Regions from separate parts of the Mus musculus genome. Here region 1 is linked to region 2. The links are chromatin contacts, called in public HiChIP or PLAC-seq maps. All regions are on one chromosome and are shown on one strand. Each heading gives the region's core, a stretch centred on a gene start, on an enhancer-like site or on the middle of the called end of the contact. The rest is flanking DNA. Distances are from core to core; before and after follow the strand shown.

Region 1 (3,287 bases), core at 69-2,568, 86 kb before region 2:
TAGTCTTTCTGCTGAAACTCCCGCCAATTACTTCTGGCTAGTTTGCTGTTTTCCTAGTGGCCCGTCAGCTTTTTATCAACAGGTGATGTTTCCACACCGTGCACACAGATTCTCTCTGCATCCCATTTATTTTCAATTCATTATATTCACATACTGTCAGAATGTCTTTTGGCGTAGACTGTGGTTGTATGTCATAGCCCCCACCCCCAAAGGCTGACTGCTCTGTCTTCTGAGTTCTGGTATAAAGGTGTGCACTACCATGCCTGGGTTAACTGCAGGTTTTAAAAAGGAGTTTTCCATTAGGTATTTGCTCAGAGCTCAGTAGCTCTACGACTGGTGTTTGTTACGTAAACTCTAGAAGCCTCATTTTCTTTCCTGTTTGGAAATGGGGTTATTTTGGATATTCCTGGAGCTGCTGATGGGTTAGAAAGGGAAGGTAAATGCAATGCCTGCTTGCAATCCTTAAGAGTTGCTCGTGTGTTACTGTTGGGAATCGGCCCAGTGCTGGTGCAGGCCCACTGGAGCCATCTTGTGTGTGCAGGACCTGTGCTGGGTTTATTAACACTTGGCTTTTGTGTTTGAAGGTTACGGGAAGTTTCAGAGAAGCTGAACAAGTACAATTTGAACAGGTAAAACATTTTAAGCTGTTTTAAGTTAAGCCATTTTTCATGGGCTGTGTTTCAGCCCTACCATGGAGCTGTAGTGTTTTCTTTCTTAGGAAAAGGATTCATCTTTATGTGGTTAATATGACTTATTAGATTAAGAATTAGATTACATTAAGACTCTTTGGAGATGTAGCCCTGGCTGTCTTGAAATTTGATGTGTAGATGAGGCCTTGAACTCACAGCACAGAGACCCGCCTGTTTGTTTTGGGATTAAAGATGTGTATTACCACATCTCTACTCTTTCTATCAAAGTTAGGTTCATTTAAATTACAGTCTCCATTAATGCTGATTCTTAAAACGGTTTGGTAGACCTTTCAACTGTAGTGATTCTGGTAGGTATCAGTTACTTTTATTTATTGCTTTAAAACTCCACTTAGGAATTAGTTCTTTTTGTGTATAATTAAAAGAGCAGTTTTACTTGCATGCTTTTTTCTTGTTCCCTAGCCACCCACCTCTGAATGTACTGGAGCAGGCTACTATTAAACAGTGTGTGGTGGGACCCAATCACGCCGCGTTTCTTCTTGAGGTAAATGATTTACCATACGGTGGGGAGATGAAAACTAAACTCTGCATCTGTTCTTTGTTTCTTGTCAAGGGAAGGCACTGAGAGTTAGTTATGCCCAGCTTCCTTTTGTTAAGTTCTCTGGCTCAGAGAATCAATTGGGTGTAAATGATTTACTGGAACTTGAAACTAGTTAATGGCTGCCTGGGAAGACTCCTGAGTGTAGTTATTATATAATTTTACTCTGAATTCTTCCAGACTGTATTGTTTTAAGGGAATTCTTAGTAGCCTTTTGTTACTGTGTGTTAGACTCTCCCACCCGTGTCTGGAGGGGACTTCCTTGTCTTCTGAGTTGACAGTGACAGGCAGAATCTGCTTATTGAATAAATTAAAACTTTAGTGTCTTCTCTTGCAAAATTTAACTTTTTTAAAAATTAATTTGTTTTTGCTTTTAGGATGGCAGAATTTGTAGGATTGGTTTTTCAGTACAACCAGACAGACTGGAATTGGGTAAACCTGATAATAATGATGGGTAAGACATTATTTTTTGTTTGCTCTGTGTGTGTGTGTGTTATGGTGTTGAGGATCAAACATAGAGCATAGTATATAGTAGACAAGTGCTTTACCGCCTAGCTACATTCTTATCCTGTATTTTGCAATTAATACAGTATGAATTTAACCCTTAGAAGGTATTATAGAAAACCAAGGTTTTGATCTTCTTTATCTTCAAAAGATTAAAAAGAGGCATAGCAGAAAAATCAAGTTTAAAATATGGTGAAATGGTTAGTTTGGTTTTTAGTTAAATTGATGAGGTTTGTTAGCTGCGAAGTAAAGGCGTGTCCCTAGGCGTGCTAAGGAAGCATTGTGTCACTATCCTATAGTCCTAGTTCTTTTTGTTTGTTTATTTTTTGTTTTTGTTTTTCAAGGCAGGGTTTCTTTGTATATCCCTGGCTGTCCTGGAACTCACTTTGTAGACCAGGCTGGCCTCGAACTCAGAATCCGCCTGCCTCTGCCTCCCGAGTGCTGGGATTAAAGGTGTGTGCCACCACACCCGGCTCAGTCCTAGTTCTTGAGTTTAATTTTTAAGCAAGAAATAGTTTATAGACAGTGCTTACATTACAAATTGCGGAGGAGTTAATTGGCATGGCACCTAGGAATGCTAAGTTATAAGAAGGATAGCACTACATGCTGGGTCAGTCACATGGGATTTCACTTGCAGTGGTTGGCTGTGGTGCTAGATGGCACAGGCCTTAATCTGCTTTCAAGGCTGCTGTTGACCTTGTGTGCTCCAGAGGTTCTGTGGCTTTGGCTTCCTAAGTAGCTGGTATATAGTTGTATGCTTGTATGCCCGGGTGGCTGAAATGACTTTACATATCATGCTTGTCTCTGATAGTTAGAAATAGAGGAACTCATTTTGAAAGCAGTCAAGTTCCTGCACTCTCCACTTTCAAATTTTAGTCTTTAAAAAGTTACAGTGCATTAAAGGGTGCTTCATAAGACTTGAATTTTACTTGGTTGTTTCTAAGAAAAACATGATTAATTTTGAAATATAAAGAAAGTTTACTACTACTATTTTTATTCATATTTGGAATTTGAGCAGAGTGTATTGGGAGTGAGTGCAAGGGTGTGAGGTGGCTGCCAGCTGGTGCCATGTCAGGCGGCACAGCCTGGGACTTGTGAGGCTGATGCCCTGCAGAACAGGAAGCCTGGAGGTGTGAGACTGTCATGTGATATTTTCTCTTGATTTTCCCTAGGTCAAAACTGAACAGCAGCTCGGGGACAGGGAGGACCTCTAGGCCAGGAAGGACAAGTGACTCCCCGTGGTTTCTCTCAGGTTCTGAGACTCTGGGCAGGTTGGCAGGCAACACTCTGGGGTAAGTTGGTCCAGTTGCAGACGTCCTGACTGAGCACATCAGTATGGCAGGGCTCAGAGCTAGCTCACTGTGCCCCCTGGATAAAAATAACCAATGCAAACCGGATTACAGAATCCAGATCACCGTGTCATTCACTGCTGTTGTGTCATTTGAAAGTTTAAAGTTTATATTTGGCCATTTACTGTGAATTATGAAAATCTAACATTACTGGTTTTTTTGGTATCCAAATCTGATAGCTTCTTTTGT
Region 2 (3,377 bases), core at 487-2,986:
ACTATTAAGCAGGTCGCCTTATCTGCATCTAAATGCTCTTCCGTGCCTTCATGCAGAATTACTCTTAAAAAATGCTTTGAGATGTATTGTTTTGATGACTTTGAATGAATGAATCCTTGTTTGTAGTTTATTTGCTATGCAATCTTTGGTAAGTTATCTTTTGTGAGAATGACTTTCCTCCCAGAAAACTTTATAATATATAAAAAGTTTTTACTCAGCATTTGATCATATTGCTCCAAGAAAGATAACTCGCTTCAGGTTAATTAAGCTTTAGAGCTTAAAGCAAAATTTCTATCCTGCTTTCTATTTTAGAGGCTAACCACCAAGCAGTTGCCAGATGTTGAAGTCATAACAAGGCTCTTTCCAGAATCTACTGAAAATCTCTTACTTCTTTTTCACGTTTTTGGTTTTTGGCTTTGAGACTGGATCTTCCCATCTAGCCCAAGACGACCTTGGTTTCACGATCCTCCTGCTCCTATCCAAGATGCTGGGATCAGAGGTGTTCAATACCATACTCAACTCTTCTTTCACCATATTATTATTTAATTTGTATATCTTATTTGTGTTTGTATACAAGAAGGGGTAGTGCTGGGGATTGAACCCAAGGCCTTGTACATCATCACCTAATGAGCTACAGTCCCATCCCGCTCATTATATTTTTCTGTCGTACTACCATATATGTACCATATGCTGAAAACATAGAAGCAATTCAACCAAGAGTATTGCCACCATCATTATTCACTGTCTTTGGCCCTTGCAATACAAAAGTGTTGAATCTCTTTACAACTTTAACCTTTGCTTTGAAAAGTATCCGTAGCAAGGATATTGGAGTCTACCGTATTTTGGTTGCTTAATCTTGGCTATTTATCTTCGGGTTCAGTTTAATCTGGAACATGAAAATTGCAGTATCGACTACAGGGAAATATCTCAAAGATTAATTCACATAAAGGGCTTAGCAGAATAGAACCTATCAGGTTGTGAAAGTTCAATAAATATTACTCAGTTAAACAATCACAAAGACTTCAAGGTATTTCCCAGGATTTAGCTATTTTTCCTACTCATTCTCAAGCTCCATTCACGCACACACTTTCCCCCTCCAGTTTCTCCTTTTGGTTGCTGAAATACAAGAGTTCCTTTCTCCTTGGAGTTTTTAACAGTGTCGACCTCCCACCCTGCTTTCCACATCCCATCCAGTGGGCAGCTCTACAGCCACTCTGGCAGTCTCTTGGACTGACTGGGTGCAACCTACCGTGTCGCTGGGGCACCACGAGGGCTAGGGAATGTCCCGGCGTGCCAGTCACCTCGTGTACCAGGTAGTCTGGCACAAGTAGGCAGACTGCAAATTCCAGTAGACGCTCTAGAATTCAGAGCAGATGACAGGCTGGGCAACAGCGCGGAAGCTGGGGGAGCAAGAGTGGGCGGGGTCATGCGACGCTAAAGAACAGGCTTGAAGTGCTCTGGTACTGCGGACTGAACTTACGCAGCCGTCGCCGGAGTGGGGACCCTGCTCAGTGAAGAGAAGCGGGCCAGCCGAGGAAGCAGAGTTCGGCGGCGAGGGGCGGGGCCAGCTGAGGTAGGCGGATCTCTGGCGGGGCGGGCCGGGGCCGGCTGAGGTAGGCGGATCTCTGAGACGCTGGGTGGAGCCGGCTGAGGTAGGCGGATCTCTAGGCAGTGGGGCGGGGCCGGCAGGAAAGGCGGATCTTTCAGGCGCCGAGAGTAGCGTGCCTGGGCGGAGCCACCGCAGAGAAGGCCCCTCAATGGGCCGGCTAGAACCCAGGACCGGCGCGGCAAGGCGTGCCCGGAGCAGGAGGAGGTTCGCACAGGACGATCTGATCCTACTAGGATTTGGTCGGCCGCGCTCAGTTCCTCAGCTCGGGTGGCTCTGGTGGAGTCTGCGCGATGGGCGACCCGGAAAGGCCGGAAGCGGCCAGGCCGGAGAAGGGTGAGGTAAATGTCGCAGTCGCTTCATCCTCCACCCCTGGGTCACGCCCGGACTTTAGGTTGCTGCGAGTCAGTCGCAGGTCCGCTGTAGAGTAGTATTTTATTCGTCGCCGTCAGAAACACTGTGCAGGCCGAAAGGAAGCGCCCTCACCTCAGGCTAGTGTTGGGGAGTCGGGAAGGGCGAGCATGGACGCTGTGCTGCTCTGCTCAGGGCGGAGCAGGAACACTCAGGTCCCGGCTGAGGAAGTCTCCGTGTCCCCTTGTTCTCCAACCTCTGCTCTCCAGTCTTTCTTTTCTTGTCGGGAGCCCTGGCGGGTGAAAAAGGGCTGTGACGGATCTACGCAAGAGAGGTGAACCATCAGATGCAGTTGAGGAACTCGTGTGGAAACTGATGCAGGTGGATGAGGGGAGGAGATGACAGGTGAAGGGAGGACGAGAAACCCTTACAACGAATAAAAGACTGGGAGACCAGTTTTCCTCACACCGAACTTCTAACTGAATCTTCGGGGTGTCTCTTCATTTCAGTAGTGGAAGTGTTTCTTCCTTCACAAAGAATGAAGTGCTTTATGCAAAGTGTTTAATAAATCTAAAATTAACCCGTGCTAGCAGAAAGAAGTATGTAATAAGAGCAAACAAAAATTATACGGCTTTATAGTAATGTAAGTTGTTACTGTGTAATTCCAACTCCACATTTTGGAGACAAATATTCTAAACCATCTGGAATACAAGTAATACTTTTTTTTTTTTTTTTTTTTTTTTTTTTGGTATGTGAGCCTGTTTCTCTTTGTGGTGTCTTGAAGTTAATACTGTGGCAAGTTGGAAGGGGCCATAAAAGTTTGAGCCCACATATATTCATGCTTATACTGGCATTTCTAGACAAAGATGGAGGTTCTAAGTTGATTTTTATTCTGTAATCGTTTAATAATAAATTATGTCTATCCCTTAATTTTCCCCTTGAAACAAAGATACTCAGCACCAATTTCTCCTTTCCGGCAATATTTAGACTTCTCTGGTTTGCCAATGACACCAGGAATCATTCTGGCTTAACACCTGAAAGTTAACTTTTAAAAAAAAAAATTACTTTTAATTCATAAAGACAGAGCAAAGGTTTAGACCTAGAATAAATTTTAGTGAGTACTTTTTTTTTTTTTTTTTTTTTTAACGAATCCAAGAGTTTTTGAGATTCGGGATATCGTAAGCACTTTGTTTTTTAGTTTTTTATTTTTATTTTGGATATGATAGGGCAGTGCGGGCTATTTGTATCAGAAGCATGTGGAGTGATTAATAAAAACTAAATTACCAAGCCTACAACCTGCCTTTGTAACAGGCACTTCAGGTGATCTTAGCACAGTTGATTTAAGGGCCATCTTAAAGGGAAATAAATGAGGTTTATTAGTCTCCTAACATGTAGATTTTTTTCCGATATTCGAACACTT

The links. HiChIP or PLAC-seq counts read pairs in DNA pulled down with a chosen protein or histone mark.
Region 1: an H3K4me3 HiChIP or PLAC-seq map of bone marrow-derived macrophages shows a contact between it and region 2, with 2.9 times the contacts expected there. The contact joins the enhancer-like site here to the promoter of Rrm2b in region 2. A contact is called at or near these places in 10 of 39 promoter capture datasets (the 3T3-L1 cell line, the HPC-7 cell line, embryonic stem cells and 5 more), 1 of 15 datasets of contacts at CTCF or cohesin (CD8 T cells), 4 of 484 Hi-C or Micro-C datasets (Th2 cells, embryonic cerebral cortex, embryonic stem cells and 1 more), 7 of 115 datasets of contacts at active chromatin or transcription factors (the SCID.adh cell line, bone marrow-derived macrophages, embryonic stem cells and 3 more) and 4 of 9 other capture datasets (adipose tissue, embryonic tail, liver and 1 more).

Annotation. Positions count from the first base shown.
Region 1 is chr15:38,045,447-38,048,733 of GRCm38.p6, reverse strand. It overlaps Ubr5 (ubiquitin protein ligase E3 component n-recognin 5), which reads left to right. Exons shown (of 59, transcript NM_001112721.2): 2 at 585-629; 3 at 1,110-1,191; 4 at 1,623-1,699; 5 at 2,922-3,041. Among named protein-coding and RNA genes, the nearest start is that of Gm22353, 11 kb to the left of the region's middle. Within about 2 kb of position 1,318, at least 38 of the 459 cell types and tissues checked have an H3K27ac peak or open chromatin away from gene starts, as enhancers often do. A contact at or near this core is called in the HPC-7 cell line, bone marrow-derived macrophages, extraembryonic endoderm stem cells and 2 more, where this site is marked.
Region 2 is chr15:37,959,414-37,962,790 of GRCm38.p6, reverse strand. Rrm2b (ribonucleotide reductase M2 B (TP53 inducible)) reads left to right here and starts at 1,736. Exons shown (of 9, transcript NM_199476.1): 1 at 1,736-1,947. The coding sequence starts at 1,900. It overlaps Gm49085 (a long non-coding RNA gene), which reads right to left and starts at 1,633. Exons shown (of 2, transcript XR_003951596.1): 1 at 1,250-1,633.